Regions from separate parts of the Rattus norvegicus genome. Here region 1 is linked to region 2. A link is a contact called in public Hi-C data. All regions are on one chromosome and are shown on one strand. The core of a region is the stretch at or near the end of the contact, and the rest is flanking DNA. Distances in the headings are between cores, read along the strand shown.

Region 1 (4,299 bases), core at 1,444-3,943, 100 kb before region 2:
AGAATTTACCTCAACACAGGAAAGAATCTCATCATTGTGGTTATGAGATTGATGACCAAGACTTTTTCTAAAGCCAAGAATACTCATCGCTATATTTCTTATATTTCCTATTATTTTTTTAATATATATATATATATTTGTTTATTTGTTATAGCTTTTTTATGGTCTATCTGGCTGTTTAGAGATGAAGACCTCTTGCTGCTTTCCTGGAGGACCCATGGTTGGTTCCTACACCCACTTTGGTTGGTTCCCAATGTCTCTAACCCCAGTCCTTAAGGTATATGACAATGTCTTCTGGCTCCTTTGTGTGTACCTAAACATATGGCATTTACATCTGCATAAATAAAGGTAAAATTTTAAAAGAGAAAAACTATGATTTTTGTTTTGTTCTGTTTTGTTTTATGTAGCCTAGCTGACCTCAATTTTAGGACCTTCCTCTCTCAGCCTGAGTGCTAGGATTACAATTGTGGGGGTGCTGACCTCAGGTTCCTGGGGTGACATGGTCATTGTTCCTTTGAATTCTCAGCTGCTGAGATTACCACAGGAGACCGGCATAAGAGTGGGCCTATTAATTTTCCATCATGGCAGTGGGGTACACAGGCCTGCTCCTCCCTTCAAATATATACGGGTTGTAAGCTGGAAGAGAGGCCGTTCTTCCATGATGTAAGCACCCCCAAGTTGTTCATGTAACTCCCTCCAACCACACTGACTAATGCACACAGCTAGAACTGATCATTTCTGCCATTGGTACCCCGTCTGCATCGAGTAGAAGGTCTGTTCACGTCTCCCCAGTTAAAGTTCACAGGCCAACAACCATGTCATCCTTCCCAACTGAGGAACTGTCTATATACAAGGCAAACAGCACAGACAGGCAAAGCCAGGAGAGTTTATCTCCAGCCCCACCTGCCTGACATTGGAGGTGGGCTCTGCGCTGCTCTGGCCTGTTTAGAAAGTGCATAGGAACAACAACAAGCATTTGTGCTCCCAAATGCTTTTCACTGAAGCATTTCAGTAGCTGCTTAAGCGAACTCAGTGTTAACTTCAGCTGCCAATTTTAGAATTAAACGGCTTACATTACTACAACATTTTAGCGGAGCGTGTTTTCCAAAATAAATGTCTTTAAATCCGCACTCCCACCAAACTGATTAGAGATGTGAACTCAGAAAATACAGCAAAATACTGCAGAGCAGCAGAGGGAAGAAAAACACGTGTTGGTTTCATACGGAAAAGGGCCTCTTCCCTCCCCCACCCCTGCCCAAGGCGCACACACTTCAGGATTGAACAAAGTGCATTCTGTGTTTCAGGATCAGAGAGCCCACTGTGGTGTTCACTGTTTTCAGTTAAAGTCGCATTAGTCATTCCATTGACATTTCTGTAACCTAAGTTTACATGTTGAGGCGAATGAGAAGCTCCTCTCTGTTTTCTAAGCTGGAGGGTTTTACAAAGGTGGGGCTCAGAGCAGCTTAGGAAGTCCAACCACCAGGACTAAAAATAGCTGAAGTCGTACCTTCTGGGAGTAAGGATGCCACCTCTCTTCACGGGGCCCATCTTTACAGTGCTGGGAGGTAATGAGCCACAGAGTGATTATTTCAGGGCTCTGTCACAGCAGTTGGCAAAGGAGTTTGGTTGTCACTGGGATGGCGTTCCTTAGAAAATCTTGTCAGTGTGTACTGTCAGGAGGAGACAGGGAATCTTTATTCCACACTCCTACTTTTCCCCTCCACCTGGGATGGAGGTAACGTCTGATTATGCGTATGGCATATAGACTGTTATTTAATTAAATGTGAACGCAGCCTTTTCATGTACCATACCCAAATTTTGAAACGTGGCCCAGTTTTCCTTCTATTTAAAATACATGGAGCAACATGTAAAAAGGATCACATAGTTAATAGCAGATGTGACAGTGACTTCTGTGTTCTCTTCCTGGGTACCAGCACTGACGAAGGAATATTTTGAGGACTCGCTCTCTTGGCGGTCCATAGAATAGAGTAGTTGTGTTCTAACCAACACCATTTTCGTAAAATTGCCAGGGTGGCTTTGTTGCAATGCTAGCATCTGAATTTGTTTGATGTAAATGATTTGAGGGTGTCCAAAAGCCAAACCACGGATTAACCAGGGAGGGTTTATTTAAACTTGTATGCTCTCTTAGAAGCTTCTTGGTAAACTAGGAAATGAATGCAAGTTTGAGTAAAAGATATGTTTGCAGGCACTGCCTAGAGAGAATATCTGAGGCTTATTTAGCTAATTATTAGTATTCCTATAACTAGACAGAAAATTTTAACTAAGATCAGCCCTGTAAAATGCTTCCCCATTGAACTGTCCATTAAGAGTAGATGCCAGGAATCCTAAAAGTTGCTGTACTTTTCTTAGTAGAAATATTCCAAAAATAGTTGTACTCCTGCTCTACAAGTAAATCATTGTAAAATTATAAAACAAGATATTGCAGGGTCACACACAGGGTCATACACAATCAGATAAGCTGTTTTATTTTTATTAAGTCTTTAAATTTTTAATGAAGCTGTTATATATATATACATATATATATATATATATATATATTGGGGGGGGTCCTTTGCCCAGTTGCAGACTTTCCTCAAGTTCATATAGAAAAGGATGTCTTGCAGCCTGGTGCCCAGTTCCTGCACTGTGTATTCAGATCCAAGTCTGCTCCTAAGTTTCTTTCAGTAATATAATTAGGTCAAAGACTAAAAATACTGTCTGGCTTTCGGAAGGGCAGCTCTGTGCCAGCCAATCTAACAGAGCCGCATATGCTACGTAAACATGGAAGACTCATGCTTGCTTTTGATTACATTGTCTTCAACATTCTTCAGCTTCCATCACAAGAGGAAAAGGACATAGAAAATTCAAAACACGTTGTGCTAAGCATTTTTTCCCCATTAGTGTTTAAACTCATGCATGTGGCGAGGGAAATAAAATCCTTGTGTTTCTGATTCATTTACACTTAACTCACCGCAATGTTCTTTTTAAAAAAATAGGGGGAGGGGGGAGAAGAAAAAGAAAAGAAGAGAAGAACCAAGAACCGCCTACGAGCCTTCAGAGCCTGGTTTTTCTTTTATTTGGTTCTATCATGTTGACTCACGGCTCAAGGTTCAAGGTCCGTGCACAGCGCTGAACTCATGTGGTAAGAATAAGCCTGAAACTTCACAAAACAAACGTGCTCCATGACCTTCTCTAAAAATAACTCTGGTTAAGCTTTGGGGGTGACATTGTGTCAGTTTAGTTTCCACCCAGAGTTAGAGTCAGAGTGAATGAAACAAAGGAAAAGCAAACAAGAAAGCACTGGAAGGAGGGGACAAAGAAAGAAAGTGCAGAGAGGGCCTTTCTAGAGCTGTTCCTTGCCCTTCTACTACTAGCTAAGGTATAGCTGAGTGAATGTATGACCCTTCCACTTTGGGCCACAAACTTCACATTTATTAAAAAACCAAAAACCAAAAAACAAAAAAACAAGGTCAGAATTTGGAGTGTTGGCCAAAATGATAACGATGCAAACAATGTACGAGTCTATCTCTTACATCTTATTAAGTGATAGCAGTGATTCACAGCCTTCCTAATGCTGGCCCTCATGTTGTGGTGACCCACCCCCAACCATAAAATTATTTTCATGGTGACTTTATAACTGCAACTTTGATACTGTTATGAATGTACATATCTGATATGCCGGATATCTGATATTCAACCCTCCCCCAAAGTAGTCTCAACCCACATGTTGAGAAAGGGGGCTTTATAGACTGACATCTGAACAGGAAATAAATTGAGCCAGACGACTAAGGGGATCTGTGATCACGTGACTCAGCCTAATGTAAAAGACCTCCAGCTTTGTCTCTACACTTCACTAATATTTTGCAATGACCTAGCTGCCTCAGTTTCCCCAGCTTCACATTCCTATTTATTTACTTGCTTCACATTCCTATTTTCACTCCATTCCAGGGTCCTTCTTGATCTGAGGCTTGGTGTCAGGTGTCTGCTGTCTATAATCGATGCTTGGACATGAAGCATCTCCTTCCTTCTTAACATGAGATTTGGCCCAGAAAAATCATTCATTGTTTTTTGGTTTCTTAAACTCCTTCCTGTTTCCAGGCACAAAAGGCTCCCTGATGAAACAGCTCTTCCAAGTCTGAGGAGGTCCTGGGGATTTATTGCCATGTAGTGTATATACAGACACTAAGCTTGCCTGCTTTCAGCCAGGTATTCTGGTCAAAACTTACATAGCATGACAAAGAATAAAAAATTTCCTTCCAACACAAAGCCACAGGAGAGTTCTTCTAGTATGTGTTAAGT
Region 2 (3,989 bases), core at 897-3,396:
ACCGGAACAATACCTACACAAACATGTGTACACCATGGACACAGAGAGCGAGAGGAGAATGATGAGGAGGAGAGGGAAGAAAGGAAGAAAAGAAGGAAGAAAGGAAGGCAGGGAGAAAGAAAGAAAAAAGGAAGGAAGGAAGATAGGAAGGGTGGAAGGAAGGAAGGAGGAGGAAGGGAGGAAGGGAGGAAGGAAGGAAGGAAGGAAGGAAGGAAGGAAGGAAGGAAGGAAGGAAATGACGAACCATTAATCTGGTAGGTAAAAGGAAAAGATGAAGAGAATGGAAAATATTACAAAGGAAAGGTTGGTGTTTAGGAGTCTATCACTGTGCTGAATGTGATGACGCACAGGTCTGTAAGTGATACAGACAAATTAGAGGTTCCTTAATAAGAGTGATGGAAGCTTTCTCTCAGGGGAACATCACTCTGGGAACTAAGGTTCCAGACATCAACAGCTACTCAAGTCATTAAGACCAGTGACTTCTGAGTTCCTTGTCCCTTGAACCCAAAGGATGAGTTTCACAGACAAAGAGGGAAAATTATTATAAATCTACAGAAGAGAGCTTAAGAGAAATCAAGCAAAACAGAGCTCCTGCATAGCAAGGGCGGGCCCGATAGAAGGGTTGCCATCTAACTGTCTGATTCTGGACTTTCTAAAGGGCTTAAGGCAGAATCTGGGCTGAGGCACAGAGAGCTGAGTCAGTCTAGTCAGCCTATCCATAAGGGCTCTGCTGACTTCTTGGGTGCAGTGATGCCTCTGCTATATCTTTCGTGCAGGGGAGCAGCTCTGGGTGGTGAGAAAAGAAAAGGAAGGGGGCAAGAAGCCAGAGTAGGTAGTGCAGTCTCTCTGGGCAGGACAGAACCAAGAATATTTCCAACGTCTAACAAAAACAAGAGGAGAGGCAGATCTGCTGCCTTCAACATCCCTGCCCTGAACTGCCTGACCAGATTCCCTCTCCTGTTCTCCATATTAGGTTGGAAATGTTAACAACAAAGAAAAAAAAATACATTATATAACATAACAAACTCTCCAAACTCTACTCTTGCTTATCCACTACACAATAGCACCTTTGCACTTTGAAGTAGTAGTTTAAACATACACATACACATGTGCACATGCACACACACACACACACACAAACACACACACACATACACACACCATCATTTCTCTCTCTGTCTCTCTGTGTCTGTCTTTCTCTCTCTCACACACACAAGCACACACACACACACACACACACACACACACACCACCCTGTCTTTACATACCTCACCCTGTCTTTACACACCCCACCCTGTCTTTATAAATCCTACTCTGTCTCTTTCTCTCTGTGTGTCTCTGCATGTCTCTGTCTCTCTCTCTCTCTCAAACACAAACACACACACACACACACACACACACACACACACACACACGCACACACACACACACACACACCTGCCACAAGGCTTTAGAAAATTTGGTTGAAATCTTCATTCTTAAACTTGAACCTCAAAGTGCTCTCATGCAGAAAAGCTCTGTGTGCCTCAGAGCCCTGAAGACACAAGGAGGCCTGTGCAGCTCCCTGCTTTCCAAGTGACTAATAAAAGGTGTCTTGGCTGTGCTCCATTCCGGCAGGCAAATAGTGTGCCGATTAGTAAGTTACCTTGCCCTAACTCTAGCTGGATGAAAACAAATGACTTTCAGCAAACTCATTTTGTCTCCAACTCTTTGCCAGGAACAGAAAACAGATTCCTTGTGTTCCAGGGCAGAAGAGAAGCAATACCAAGTGGTAGATGGGGTCTGTTTTCTGTTCCTCCCAAGTTCAAAGAGAAGAATTGTTTGCTAGAACAAAATTCTCAAACTTAAAAAAAAAAAGAAAAGGATTCTTATCATTCATTTAGCTTAATAACACAACACGTATATTTGTCAATCAAATTAGAATTACTGTCAGCCCGTAATGCATTTTCGTTTAGCCAATATCAGTCAGTCCTGATTTATTTGCTTAATACAAAATCTAATTGAGTTTCAGGCTGCTTTCCTCTCAGCTGTTAACCGACCAAGTACATCTTTAATTTCCAAGAGCGATGGCGTGCTAGCCATAGAGAGGAAGAACGATCTGCAGCCGGCCCCAGAAGGGTGCCAAAACTCTTCACGCTTTAAACAACAGCCTTTATTATTCTGTAAGTGGATGTGTTGAATTTTCATGCTTTTGTTTCGAGTTCAGTCCTGACAGCAAAGAATAAAGTAGATTTTGCCAGCACCCCTGCTGTGCCCTGGGGGAGAAATTCAATGTGACTCATTTGTCTTAATTGGAGACCCGCCTTCAGCACCAGCTTCTTCTATGAATACATTAGCATAACAGACAAAATCCAAGCCTACTTTTGTAGCAATAGGCCCCCCACCCCTACACACACACACACACACACACACACACACACACATACTTTTTTTTTTAAAGACTAATAAAATCTGCAAGTGAAGTGGGTTTGGTCTCCTGGATTCCTTAGACTTGTGCTTGTAAAATTCATCAAGCTTGTTCTATCTCGGTGCTGTTATTAGAGCCAGTCATGAAGAATGTGATAAATATCGCACATGACAGCAAGCTGAAGGCCTCTCTTTATTCTTCATAATGTGCTAATCCCACAGCCTTGTTCTTTGACTGGTTATGCAGCTTTTTCCGTGGGGAGAGTTGGTTTTACACAGACGTGGCGACTGTGGAGCTGTTCTGAACGAGTGGGGAGGGGGCAGGGGACTTAGTGGCGAAAGAAAAATCCTTACTTAGGTGAATTTATTAACAGTAAAACAAATGTGGTTGTCTCCTTCAAGCCAGGATGTTAAACTCTTGCCAGTTTATGGGAGAAATATTCAATTTGTCTTCAGGTTTTTCATATGACAAAAGGGCTCCGTGTCTGGACAAACAGCCTGGCTGCTTAAATCATTTCCTTGCCCAGATCCCTCTCTATCAGATTGAACTAATGGAATTTAAAGGTGGCTATTTCAAAGGAAATATTTCCTCCCCATGTTCCCTGGGCCAGAGTTAATTCTTTGAGCACATCTGTTCACCTTGTTTGCCTCGGCCAGTGTGTGAAGGAGATGAAAAGCGAGGAAAAAAAGTATCCCCCCCCCCAAGAAAAAAAAAATATATCCTGGAAGTGTATCTGCCTCTCAAAAATTACCTAACAAATCTCTATCTGTCTCTGTCTCTTTCTCTCTCCTTCCGTCCCTTCCCCACTCTCTCTACCTCCCCCAACACCTCCCTCCCTCCCTTTGCCCCCACTTTCCTTGTCTGCAACTAACATTCACCACCTCATTTCCTAGAATGCTTCCAGGAATTTCAAATAAGATAGGGTATTGGGTCTGTGGGTCTGTGCGCTTTTGTTCTTGCTGTAAAGCACTTGTTTTGTTTTGCATTATTCTGTATGCCCACTTAAAAATTAAATACAGTTTGAGTCAAGTCCTCCCGGGTAAAGAGAAGGCAAAATCATTTTTGGAATAATAATGAGGAGATACAGAAATTCTTATGACCCAGAGAGAATCAATTCTTCCTTCTATGTAAATCCCAACAGGAGTTTTGCCACATTTAAAAGCTGAGATGGCTTCCTAAGAAGCTTCCAGGGAAAACAGAGACTGAGGCTGGCACCTCCCACCCCTGGCATTCTCCTCAACCCAATAAACAATTGACAGGCTGTGCTGAGGCAGTGTGTGTCAGGAACTGGGAAAGAAAGGTTTGCTTTCTTGTGTAAATGAATATAAAAGGAATCACTTGGCTTGATCGGTCCTGTAAGAGGCCGTCAGCTGGCCACTTTATTGCTTGTACCGTTTACATTACAAGAGTCACAAGCAGGTTAAGGGGTTTATCTGATAATTCTCCTTGCTTTCTAAACAAACATTCTAGCCACAGGGAAAGTTTTTTTAATCACCCAACTCCTCCAGTAACTCACACCCTGTCCTGTCTGGGCCAGGAGGAGAAGAGTCATTTTCTGGGAATCCATTTTCTCACTCCCGTC

What was found. Hi-C and Micro-C count contacts between places; a contact is called where the count stands out from the background.
Region 1: a contact with region 2 is called in a Hi-C map of the Rat2 cell line, with 4 times the contacts expected there. The contact joins two enhancer-like sites. A contact is called at or near these places in 2 of 12 Hi-C or Micro-C datasets (the Rat2 cell line and Schwann cells).

What each region holds. Positions count from the first base shown.
Region 1 is chr18:50,914,530-50,918,828 of GRCr8, reverse strand. No RefSeq gene overlaps it. Among named protein-coding and RNA genes, the nearest start is that of Zfp608, 310 kb to the right of the region's middle. Within about 2 kb of position 2,693, at least 45 of the 93 cell types and tissues checked have an H3K27ac peak or open chromatin away from gene starts, as enhancers often do. A contact at or near this core is called in Schwann cells, where this site is marked.
Region 2 is chr18:50,812,623-50,816,611 of GRCr8, reverse strand. No RefSeq gene overlaps it. Among named protein-coding and RNA genes, the nearest start is that of Zfp608, 210 kb to the right of the region's middle. Within about 2 kb of position 2,146, at least 37 of the 93 cell types and tissues checked have an H3K27ac peak or open chromatin away from gene starts, as enhancers often do. A contact at or near this core is called in Schwann cells, where this site is marked.